2 separate regions of the Mus musculus genome follow, and region 2 is linked to region 1. The links are chromatin contacts, called in public HiChIP or PLAC-seq maps. All regions are on one chromosome and are shown on one strand. The core of a region is the stretch at or near the end of the contact, and the rest is flanking DNA. Distances in the headings are between cores, read along the strand shown.

The links. HiChIP or PLAC-seq counts read pairs in DNA pulled down with a chosen protein or histone mark.
Region 2: a contact with region 1 is called in an H3K27ac HiChIP or PLAC-seq map of embryonic stem cells, with 11 read pairs. The contact joins the enhancer-like site here to the promoter of Lhfpl5 in region 1. A contact is called at or near these places in 2 of 39 promoter capture datasets (the C10 cell line and embryonic stem cells), 1 of 15 datasets of contacts at CTCF or cohesin (the NIH/3T3 cell line), 23 of 484 Hi-C or Micro-C datasets (2-cell embryo, the AML12 cell line, B cells and 16 more), 4 of 115 datasets of contacts at active chromatin or transcription factors (effector CD8 T cells and embryonic stem cells) and 3 of 9 other capture datasets (adipose tissue, liver and pancreatic islet).

What each region holds. Positions count from the first base shown.
Region 1 is chr17:28,572,862-28,577,849 of GRCm38.p6, forward strand. It overlaps Lhfpl5 (lipoma HMGIC fusion partner-like 5), which reads left to right and starts at 2,858. Exons shown (of 4, transcript NM_026571.2): 1 at 2,858-3,551. The coding sequence starts at 3,140.
Region 2 is chr17:28,642,177-28,647,713 of GRCm38.p6, forward strand. It overlaps Slc26a8 (solute carrier family 26, member 8), which reads right to left. Exons shown (of 20, transcript NM_001290320.1): 17 at 2,373-2,750; 18 at 340-394; 19 at 58-242. Among named protein-coding and RNA genes, the nearest start is that of Srpk1, 22 kb to the left of the region's middle. Within about 2 kb of position 2,120, at least 12 of the 459 cell types and tissues checked have an H3K27ac peak or open chromatin away from gene starts, as enhancers often do. A contact at or near this core is called in Th2 cells, where this site is marked.

The sequences.
Region 1 (4,988 bases), core at 1,608-4,107:
TTAGCTGCCTGCCAACCTCTGTCTAGCTGTCCCCCACTCACTGAGCCGTGCCCCCAGATCCCGCCTCTCCCTTTGGTAGCCCTCACATTCTTAGTGACATTTGTGTCCCCATGTGTGCCACTGGGCTCAGGGTGCGCTCAAGTGATGTAGGATCTCCTATTCAAACTGTCTAGGGGTAAGTGGAAATAAATATGGTTAAAAACACGAAAGAGAGACATTGTAAGTGGGCTGGAGAGACGGCTCAGTGGATGAGCACACTGGCTTTCTTCCAGAGGACTCAGGTTCTATACGCAGCACCCACGTGGTAGCTCACAGCCGTCTGTAATTCCAGCTCTAGAGTGCACAAACTATCTACATGCAGGCAACACCCACACACATTAAACAAAAATAAGAATATATATATATTTTTTTAAAGTACTCTTTTTTTACTTTATTTATGAAGACACTGTTGCTGTCTTCAGACACACCAGAAGAGGGAATCAGATCTCATGATAGATGGTTGTGAGCCACCATGTATGTGGTTGCTGGGATTTGAACTCAGGACCTTCGGAAGAGCAGTCAGTGCTCTTAACCATAGAGCCATTTCTCCAGCCCCAAGAAAATATTTTTTTAAAAGATTTATTTATTCATTATATGTAAGTACACTGTAGCTGTCTTCAGACACTCCAGAAGATGGGGCATCAGATCCCACTGTAGAACCACAATGTGGTTGCTGGGAATTGAACTCAGAATCTGTTGTAAGAGCAGCCAGTGCTCTCAACCTCTGAGCTATCTCTCCAGCCCTAGATGTTTCTTAATTAGATATTTCTGTAAAGACCACCTCCCAACCCCTGCCATGAGCCACCATGCACAGGTTCTGGGTTACTGGGTAGTTAGAGCATGTGTAATCGCACCCCTTATAATGCCTAACTTTTGGGGAGTCCTGAGTGGCATCCAGGTGGGGCCATAGGCAGCCGACACCTAAAAGATGGCCCCGTCTCCAGTACACCGTTGCTGTAAACAATACCACTGAGCAGGTGCTAGCCCGAATCTGGTGCTAACCCCTCCCGAGCAGGTGCATGCAAATTAAGGTGCCGGCAGACTGACCAATCCCAGGAGGACACATAAGCCCTCCCCAGTGCTGGGGTGTATATAAGCAGTCCTCCCTGGGTGCCTGGGGTTCCCGTAGCATCAAGGCGTTCCCGCAATAAAGCTGTTGAGAAGAATCAGACCGTGTTGCGTTTTCCTTGCCAGACGAGGTGGGTGCGACAGGGCCATGGTACCCCCCTCACACACTTGCTCTTGTTGCCAACTGTCTAAAGTAAGAGGGGTACCCAGTCACCGGTCCACAGAGATGCCAGGATGTTTATCTACTAATTACCTGCTGGCTCTCACCTCTGTTGTCTAAATTGAAACTCCATAGTTTAGTAATGTCTCATGGTAACCTAGGCTGGCCTTGAACATGGAATAAGCCTCCTGTTTTAGCTACACAAGTGTTGGAATGACAGATGTGAGTAGTCACGCCCACTCAATGTCCTGTCCTGTGCTGGTTTTTTGTTGTTGTTGTTGTTGTTGTTGTTTTTTTTAGACAGGGTTTCTCCGTATAGCCCTGGCTGTCCTGGAACTCGCTCTGTAGACCAGGCTGGCCTTGAACTCAGAAATCCTTCTGCCTCTGTCTCCTGAGTGCTGGGATTAAAGGCGTGTACCACCACTGCCTGGCCTCTCCTGTTTTTTGTTTGTTTTGCTTTGTTGTTGTTGCTGGTTGGTCGTTGGAAATTTTTGAGACTGTGTCTCAGGATATGGGACTATCTAGGACTATCTAGACTATCTCTGACTATCCTAGGACTTGATCTGTAGATCAGGCTGTGCTTGAACTCATAGAGATCTGCCTGCCTCTTCCTCTCAAGTGCTGAAATCAAAGGCTGCATGCACCACCATGCCTTTAAAGCCCAGTTTCCAGGTTGTTTTACCTGAGGCCTGGGGATTTGAACTTAGACCTTTAAACTTGAACGACAAATGTTTATTCGCTGAGCTATCTCCTAGGCTAAAGCCCTTGTCATATCTTATTTAGCTCCAGACTTCAGGGTTATAGAGGGTTTATTCTTTTATGTATACTTTACTGGATTGCCTTTTAGTACTTACACTAGCCATGCAGTTATCTAAAAAAATCTGGGTTTATATATGGGTTATTTCTTTGGCTTTTGAGACAATCTTATGTAGCCTCTCTTTATCCTGATCATCTTCCAATTTTTGAGTGCTGGGATTATTACAGGTGTGAGCCACTACATTCAGCGGAAAAACGAAATATTTTTTAAAAAGGAAATCTGCAATAAAAATGGAAACCAGAGGAGAAAGGCCGTGTGTTGGATACACTGACTGCTCCGTTGTGGTTTGGGAAAGGCTCTGGAGAATGAACTTTGGTATTCTTTATTACTGCGAGTGTTATTGCACTAGCTCAGGTCCTTGCTGACAGGATATTTCTCTAGCCTCCACTCTGGTCTCGGCGGTCATTGACTGGAAGACCAAGCCAAGACCCAGTCAAAACTTGCGGCCCTCGGGATGGAGCGGTGGTGCTGCTACGGCTGGTGGGAGGTGGAGGTCCCCGAAGGGTGACTAGGGGTGTAGAGGACAGGAAGCGGTTTTGCAGCTGGAATCAGCGGAAGGAACGTGACACACGGTCGGCCCCACCCTCTGGGAGGAAGAGAGGACCGGGGTCCCAGCTCCCTTCCCCTCCAAGTCGCCCCTCCAGGCTCTGCGCGGCCGCCGGCCACGCCCCTACCAGGCCACGCCCCCGAACTCTGGCGCTGGCCGCGGTGCTGAAACGCGTTTCGCAGAGCGGGCCGGGCGTGGCCTGTGAGGGCAAGCAGGAGGGGCGGGCAAAGCGGAGGCGCAGGCCCAGACCCTGGCCGACCTAGAGGAGGCGGCAGACTCGAGCCCATCCTGGTCAGAACGGGCACATTCATCTGGGAAGCATCTCTTGCGAAGACAAGGTTGACCTTGGCCTGCTGCACTCCCAACCTACTGGGGGGAATGTTTGCATGGCTCCCTGACCTCAGGCTGCTCCTCACACCAGGCTGAGGACTGACCCACGACTTCTGCTCCCTAGAGCTGTAGACCTGCACCCAGCCAGTGTCCCCGTCCTAGTCCAGCGGCCTTCGCCATGGTGAAGTTGCTGCCAGCCCAGGAGGCCGCCAAGATCTACCACACCAACTATGTGCGAAACTCGCGCGCTGTGGGAGTGATGTGGGGCACGCTCACTATCTGTTTCTCGGTGCTGGTCATGGCCCTCTTTATCCAGCCCTACTGGATAGGCGACAGTGTTAGCACACCACAGGCTGGTTACTTTGGCTTGTTCTCCTACTGCGTGGGCAACGTGCTGTCGTCGGAACTCATCTGCAAGGGGGGCCCTCTGGACTTCTCCTCCATCCCCTCCAGAGCCTTCAAGACTGCCATGTTCTTTGTGGCCTTGGCCATGTTCCTTATCATCGGCTCCATCATCTGCTTCAGCCTGTTCTTCGTCTGTAATACAGCCACGGTCTACAAGATTTGCGCCTGGATGCAGCTGGCTGCTGGTGAGCAGGGTTGCTGGGGTGTGGTGTGTGTGAGGGGGGATACTCAGGGTACAGCCATGGCTTTCCCATGAAGGGAAAGCTCTGAGCCTTCTCTTACTCAGTGTTCCACAAAAGATTCGGAATAGGGGCTCACACTATACTCAGAGTAGAGGCCAAGGCTATAGCAGACCAAATTATAGGTGGGAGCCATGAGACAAGAGGAGGGCTGTGAGTTCCAGGCCAGCCTGGGCTATATTGTGAGACCCTGTCTTGAGGAGAATCTGAGATTCTAAGAAAGAATGAGTCAGGGACTAGGAGATAGCTCAGCTGGTAAAGGTGCTTGCCACCAAGTCTGATAGCTTGAGTTCAGCATCCAGGACCCACATTCCATAAAGAACAGAGTCTGTCCAGTTGTTTATCTGATCTCCATGCGGCATGTGCCCATGAGCTCATACGTCACGTCACACACTCATGTACACACACAACTAAAAGTAAAAGAAAAGGGGGTATTCATAGGCAGAATGGATGCAGACTGTTGGGGTCCTCGCTGTAGAGCCCATGAGCCAGAGAGAAGTGACTTGGAGGGGGCACATAGCTCTGGGTGGATGCAGCCAGGTGTACCAACAACCAGAACACCGCACCACAGGCTTGCACACTCAGAGGGAAGAGGAAGGCTATTGCCACATGGCCTAGGATCCAACCCCAGGGCTATGGTGATGACTGTTCCCAGATCTCTGGCCTCACTCCCTGCCTCTTCCTCAGTTCCAACTGCTCTCGTGGAAGAGTCCGGGGTTTGGGGGTGCTGCTGTTACACTGTATCAGGTAGGCAGCTGCTTATGGGGTCCCAAGGCAAGGCATCTCCTGCCTGCTTTCCTGCTCCAGGCTCAGGTGGCCCTTTTGGTCCTTGGGACAGCTGATCTTGGTCTCCATTGGAGCTCAGGAAGAGACTGCCTAACACCTGTCAGCAGCCTTTGGTTTCTTAGTCCCTGACCTCCTACAGATGTCCATCAACAGCGGTGGGACTGGAGACAGGAGATCAACTGTCTAGACATCGTTGGGTAATGTAGCATTACCTTGGTGGGGGTCAGAGGGTGGTGACTAACAGGTGTCTGACTCTCAGGCAGGCAGAGCTGGAGGGGACCCCAGCTGTGGATGAGGAATTGGACTGACTGAGGGTAAGAGAATACCAGCTGGCAGATCAGAGCCTGGGACAATTAAGAGGTCCCTCCCACCCCCCCAAATTAGATGCAGTCCAAGAGCATTTTTATTGAGACCCATACTTTATAAGCATGATTCACAAAATATTTCATTTTCTGATGAAGCCTCATCACAACCCAGTAGTGAGGGTTCCTGCATTTGCAAAGTCCTGGTTCAGACGCTTTGGTGAGCAGTTAGCAAGCAAAGGCAGACCCGATTCTCAGTCTGACACCCCGGCCACTCACCTGGCCTGAGTTCCTC
Region 2 (5,537 bases), core at 870-3,369, 69 kb after region 1:
TCAGACACTCCCCTCTCCCTACTTCTCCCCAAGCCCTGACAGTCCACATTATCCAACCTTGTCTGACTCTGAGTAGGTTTCCTGTATCACTGTCTCGGTCTCATCCATACTTAAGTCTGAAGGCTCAGAGAACTTCCTGGACAAGGCAAACAGCACGGCGTCATGGAGGCTGAGGAAGAGCTGGGCCTTCGTGATGCCTTCATCAAAGAAATCATTCTTCTCAAACGACTTGACCACAGAGGCTACAGACCAAGCCCAAACACACAGGTGTCAGCGCCTGAGAGGAGAGCCCCTGGGACACAAGACACACACTCACTTCCAGGGTAAAGGGCAACTCACTGTGACACCCTGAAATGAGGACCAAAATGTTGGCATTGTAGAAAGCATTGCACATCTGCAGGGAGAGCGAGAGAGGGTGGAGTCAGAGAGCTACATGCATGCCAGAAACAGCCACCAACTAGCAGCAGGGGTGGGGGTGAGGGGTGGTGGTGGTGGTGTCTGACTCCTCATCAGGTGTTCACTGCTGGGGGGGGAGGTGTTGTATTTCTTCCTGCTTCTGAGTACTACGGCTGGGGACACAGAAACCGAGCAGGGCATCTCACAGTGAGTGGGAAGTGACGGGGAAGGCTGCTCACAATTCCAAGCCGGGGAGACTTTTTCCATGATGAGAGTGTCTGCATGAGGAAGCCTCTGGGTAGATGGGCAATGATACTCTTGGGAACAGTCTAGAGAGTGGATACAAAGAGCTATCCTCCCTAAAAAGTTGTATATTTACTCATGTACATGTGTGAGAGTCTGTGTGTCTGCAATGTGTGCCTGGTACCCATAAAGGCTAGAGAGGGTATTAAATCCCCTGGAGTTGCAGACAGGTGTGAGCCAGATCCTCTGTAAGAGAAGCCACCAGTGCTGAAAACTGCTGAGCCATCTCTCCAGTCCATGTTTATTATTTTAGGGTAAGTGGAATATAATAATTTCCTCCAACAGGAGTATACAGAACCATTACAGAAGAATGAGGAAGCCTGGACCTTTAGGACATAGATGCAGACCATGAGTCTCATAGCTGTAAGACAAAGGATCCTGGTTTGCCTCCATCAGAAAGCCATCTGTACAGGCCAAGTGTAGGTGCCAGAATTCAAGGTTCCTCTGTAAGAATGGGAGGCAAGAGACGGGTGCTGGGCACTGTTCTACAGAGCAGGTGAGAGCCAGGAAAAGCCAGATGCCAGATGTTCTGAAGCACCAAGTCTTCAACACAGGGGCTGTTCTTGGGGCTGCTGGGAGAACTGAAGGCAAAGGTGTGTGTGCTCAGCATGGTCCTGCAGGGAGCGTTTGAGAATGTGGGTTAAGCAACTCTAAAGTTACTATAGTACAAGACTAGAAGGCGGCAATGCAGCCCAGCTGAATGGCCTGGGTGAAAAGTTCCCAGAAGGAAACAGCATCAAATACGTCTGAATTTAAACTGTGGGTGTGAGCCAGGCAGTGTGGGGCACACATAGATCCCAGCACTTGGAAGACTGAGGCAGGTAGATCTCTGTGTGAGTTCCAAGCCAGCTGCTATGTCTACATAGTAAGTTCCAGACCAGAAAAAAAGAGGAGCCAGATGCCCTTAAGAAAAGCCTACTTCTTCAGGAGTGTGAAGGCTTCAAGTCAGAAGAGGACATGACCATCAAAGGAGCAGGGCAGGTCCCTGAGAGCTGGGAGGGAGTGTCCCACATGTTTAAACTGGGCCATCATGAACAGGGGTGGAACCAAGGTGTGTCTGACAGAAGAAGGCATTAAACAGCAAAGCCAGCTCAGTAACCATGCGGCTCTGCTTCTACTCTGTAGCAGAAGCAGAGACTTCTGAGGGAACCGCCAGAGTCACAGCAACAAAGAAGAGACCGGGAGGAGGGGAGACCCTGCTGGTGCCTGACAGATCTACAGGGTCAGATTTGAAGTGTCATTTCTTCTAACTTCCAGGCTGAGCACTGCCTGAAGCAGAGCAGCTGACTAGTGGAAGAAATCTTGGTGACCATTTCGTTTTCTGTAGAGCTTTGTCACTGCAAAGGTCTGTAGCTGTCCTGGGAGTTCCACAGTGGGCGGGACATAGCCACTGCCTCTGCGATGTTAAGAAGCACCTCCTCTGTCCCCAGTTTCTTGAGAAATGATGAATGACTCAGGACTAGGGAACTAACTGCTCTGGTTCAACAAATCAGAGCTGGCTTATTTCCTTCTCATTCTGATTGATTTTAAACTACCTTCAGTGTCCCCATCTCTAGAGACTGAGCAATCCCACGATGCAAAGAACCACACTGGTGTGTGTGTGTGGGGGGGGGGGGGTTAGTGTAAGTTGTAGGAGGAGTCAGAGCCTAGAGCCAGGCCTCCTTGGTACTTACCTGCCTTAGTATAACCAAAGCCCGATTATCCACATAGTGCACCATGGAAAAGTCCAGAATGATGGTATGGGTGTTGTTCTGCACACTCGTATCCGAGTAAGGCATGATAATGGATCTGGATCGGCTCTGTGCTAAGCTTTCTGAGGCCTCGGGCGGTGGCAGTGGACTGTTTCTTGGGGGGCTGTTGGGTAGCCAGGCTTTCTCTGTGTCCTCGTAGCTCTGCACTATATTTCTCTGTGATGTGGAAGACACTGTGTAGGGAATCTGTTCCTCAGAAGTGACTTGGCTGCTGTCCCCGCTGCCCAGGTAGGAGCAGCGGATCAGGTTGATGGATGAGTCCTGCTCCTGTCTGTTTTCATATCGCTCTGTGTAGACAACCTGGGACATCAGAGGAGAGTGGGACCTTGATGAAGCTCAGGCAGGGCTGTAGTCCCTGTCCTCCTAGCCTGCTGTGTTCCCTCTGAAGCTCTACCTCATCGTTCCTTATGCGCTTGGCTGTCCCACTAGCACTTGAAGCAACAGAGATTGGAGTTTCTCATCTTCCCTACTCCCTGGTACCTTCCTACCAACTGTGTGTCACATTAGTCTGTGAGCCAGACTTGAAATCACCTTCACTCTATTCACATCCATTACTCCTGGGTCCCAATGAGTCTCTAGTATTTATTACTACTTCCTGTAAAGTGCTTTCTCTCTTCTTTTTACATGTATGTATGTATGTATGTATGTATGTATGTGCCTATATGCATTATACAGTATATACAATCAGGCCAAATACATCACATGTATATAGGAGGCCAAAAAAGGATGACAGATCACTTTGAATTGTAGTTATAGGTAGTTGAGCCTCCTTCTGTGGACTTCAGCAGCATGTAGCCATTCACCATGTGGTGCCTCTGGCTTTCTAAGTTCATGCCACTCTCTCGATCCAAAGTTTTATGTGCTGTTAGAAGCCAGACATATTCTTCTGAGTATAATCAGAAGATGGTGCTACTCATACTCTATGGTACATTACTATTCCTATTAATAACTTCAAGTTGGGCTGGAGAGACAGCTCAGTAGTTACGAGCACCTGCTACTCTTGCAGAGGATTGGAGTTTAGTTCCTAGCATCCATCTCAGGTGCTTCACAGTCACCTAAAACTCCAGCTCCAGGGGATCTGATGCTCTTCTAACCTGTGTGAGCATCTGCAGACACTCACACACACATGCACACATAGACATGCATGCATACATATACATTTATACACATTATATATATATTTATACACATACATACACAAATATGTATGTACATATACACACATACATATACAAATAAAAAATCTAAAAAATCAAATGGTACCATTATTTACCATCTTGAAAGGAAAAAAAATTAAAATTATAATATGCTTGGATATTATACAAAGATCAGAAATGTAAAAGATAGTTACTTTTTTTTTTCCGAGACAGGGTTTCTCTGTGCAGTCCTGGCTGTCCTGGGACTCACTCTTTAGACTAGGCTGACCTTGAACTCAGAAATCCACCTGCCTCTGCTTCCCAAGTGCTGGGATACAGGCTTGCGCCACCACCGCCCGGCTAGATAGTTATTTTATTATTGAAACTATGCATTATATTTATGTCACATTAATGGAGAGCTGCCTCCCTAATTTGAGTTAAACCCCATGAAGTTTCAAAACCATCTTACACATTCTGGGTGCTGAGGAGGCAAGCAGCACAAGCTTACTTAGCATGGCATGGCAATTCCAGGATTTGGGGTGGGAAAGAGGATGTACTCTGAGCTTGAGGCCAGCCTAGACTAGATTATGATACATTGTCTCAAACAAGTTGGGTGTGATGGCATCCCAGAATCTGGGAGGCAGAGCCAATCGAGTTCAAAGGCAGAGTCAGGAGGGTCAAGAGTTCAAGGTCAGAGAGGTATGTTGTACAGGCCTTTGCTTCCAGCGCTTAAGAGGAGAAAGCAGACGGATCTCAGTGAGTTCATGGCCAACCTGGGTTACATAGTGAGTTCCAGGCCAGCCAGAGCTACATAGTGAGACCCTGCAAAATATATATATATATATATGTGTGTGTGTGTGTGTGTGTGTGTGTGTGTGTATACATATATATATATATATATACATACAACACACAAATGTGCCTGCAGATATATATATATATATAAAAGATGTATATGTGTTTCAATCAAACCCACTCCAGATTCTTACCTCTTCAATTCCCCTTCTATCCCTCACATCAATCTTAAACTCAAATGGCTCTCTCATTCTTTCCATATTAAGAGTCTAAGCCGGGCGTGGTGGCACATGCCTTTAATCCCAACACTTGGGAGGCAGAGGCAGAGGCAGGTGGATTTCTGAGTTCGAGGCCAGCCTGGTCTTCAGAGTGAGTTCCAGGACAGCCAGGGCTACACAGAGAAACCCTGTCTCGAAAAAAACCAAAAAAAAAAAAAAAAAAAGTCTATCTAGGGTTATATCTGCATGTGTGTGACCCTCACAGTTTACCTAGTGTTAATATCTACATATGCATGCCTCTCACAGTCTAACTAGTGTTATATCTGCATGTGTGTGGCCCTCACAGTCTAACTAGTATTGTGTCTGTATGTGCATTGGTGTATGTGGAATGGACTGGGTTTTTTTGTTTGTTTATTTGTTTTTGTAAAGGGATAGCTAGTTGATTTTAAAGAAAAGGGGCGGTGGAAAGCCAGGTGGTAGTGGTACATGCCTTTAATCCCAAAACTCATGAAGCAGAGACAGGCAGATCTCTGTGAATTTGAAACCAGGCTGGGGGTTGCGGTATAGGGGACTTTCCGGATAGTATTTGAAATGTAAATGAAGAAAATATCTAATAAAAAATTAAAAAAAAAAAAAGCCAGGCGTGGTGGCACACACCTTTAATCCCAGCACTCGGGAGGCAGAGGCAGGCAGATTTCTGAGTTCAAGGCCAGCCTGGTCTACAAAGTGAGCTCCAGGACAGCCAGGGCTATACAGAGAAATCCTGTCTCAAACAAAACAAAACAAAAAAAAATTGAAAAAAACAAAACCAAAACCAGGCTGACTTATATAGTGAGTTCTGGACAGCCAGGGCTACATGGAGACTTAAAAACAAACAAACAGAAAAAAAGAAGGAAGGAAGGAAGGAAGGAAGGAAGGAAAGAAAGAGAGAGAGAGAA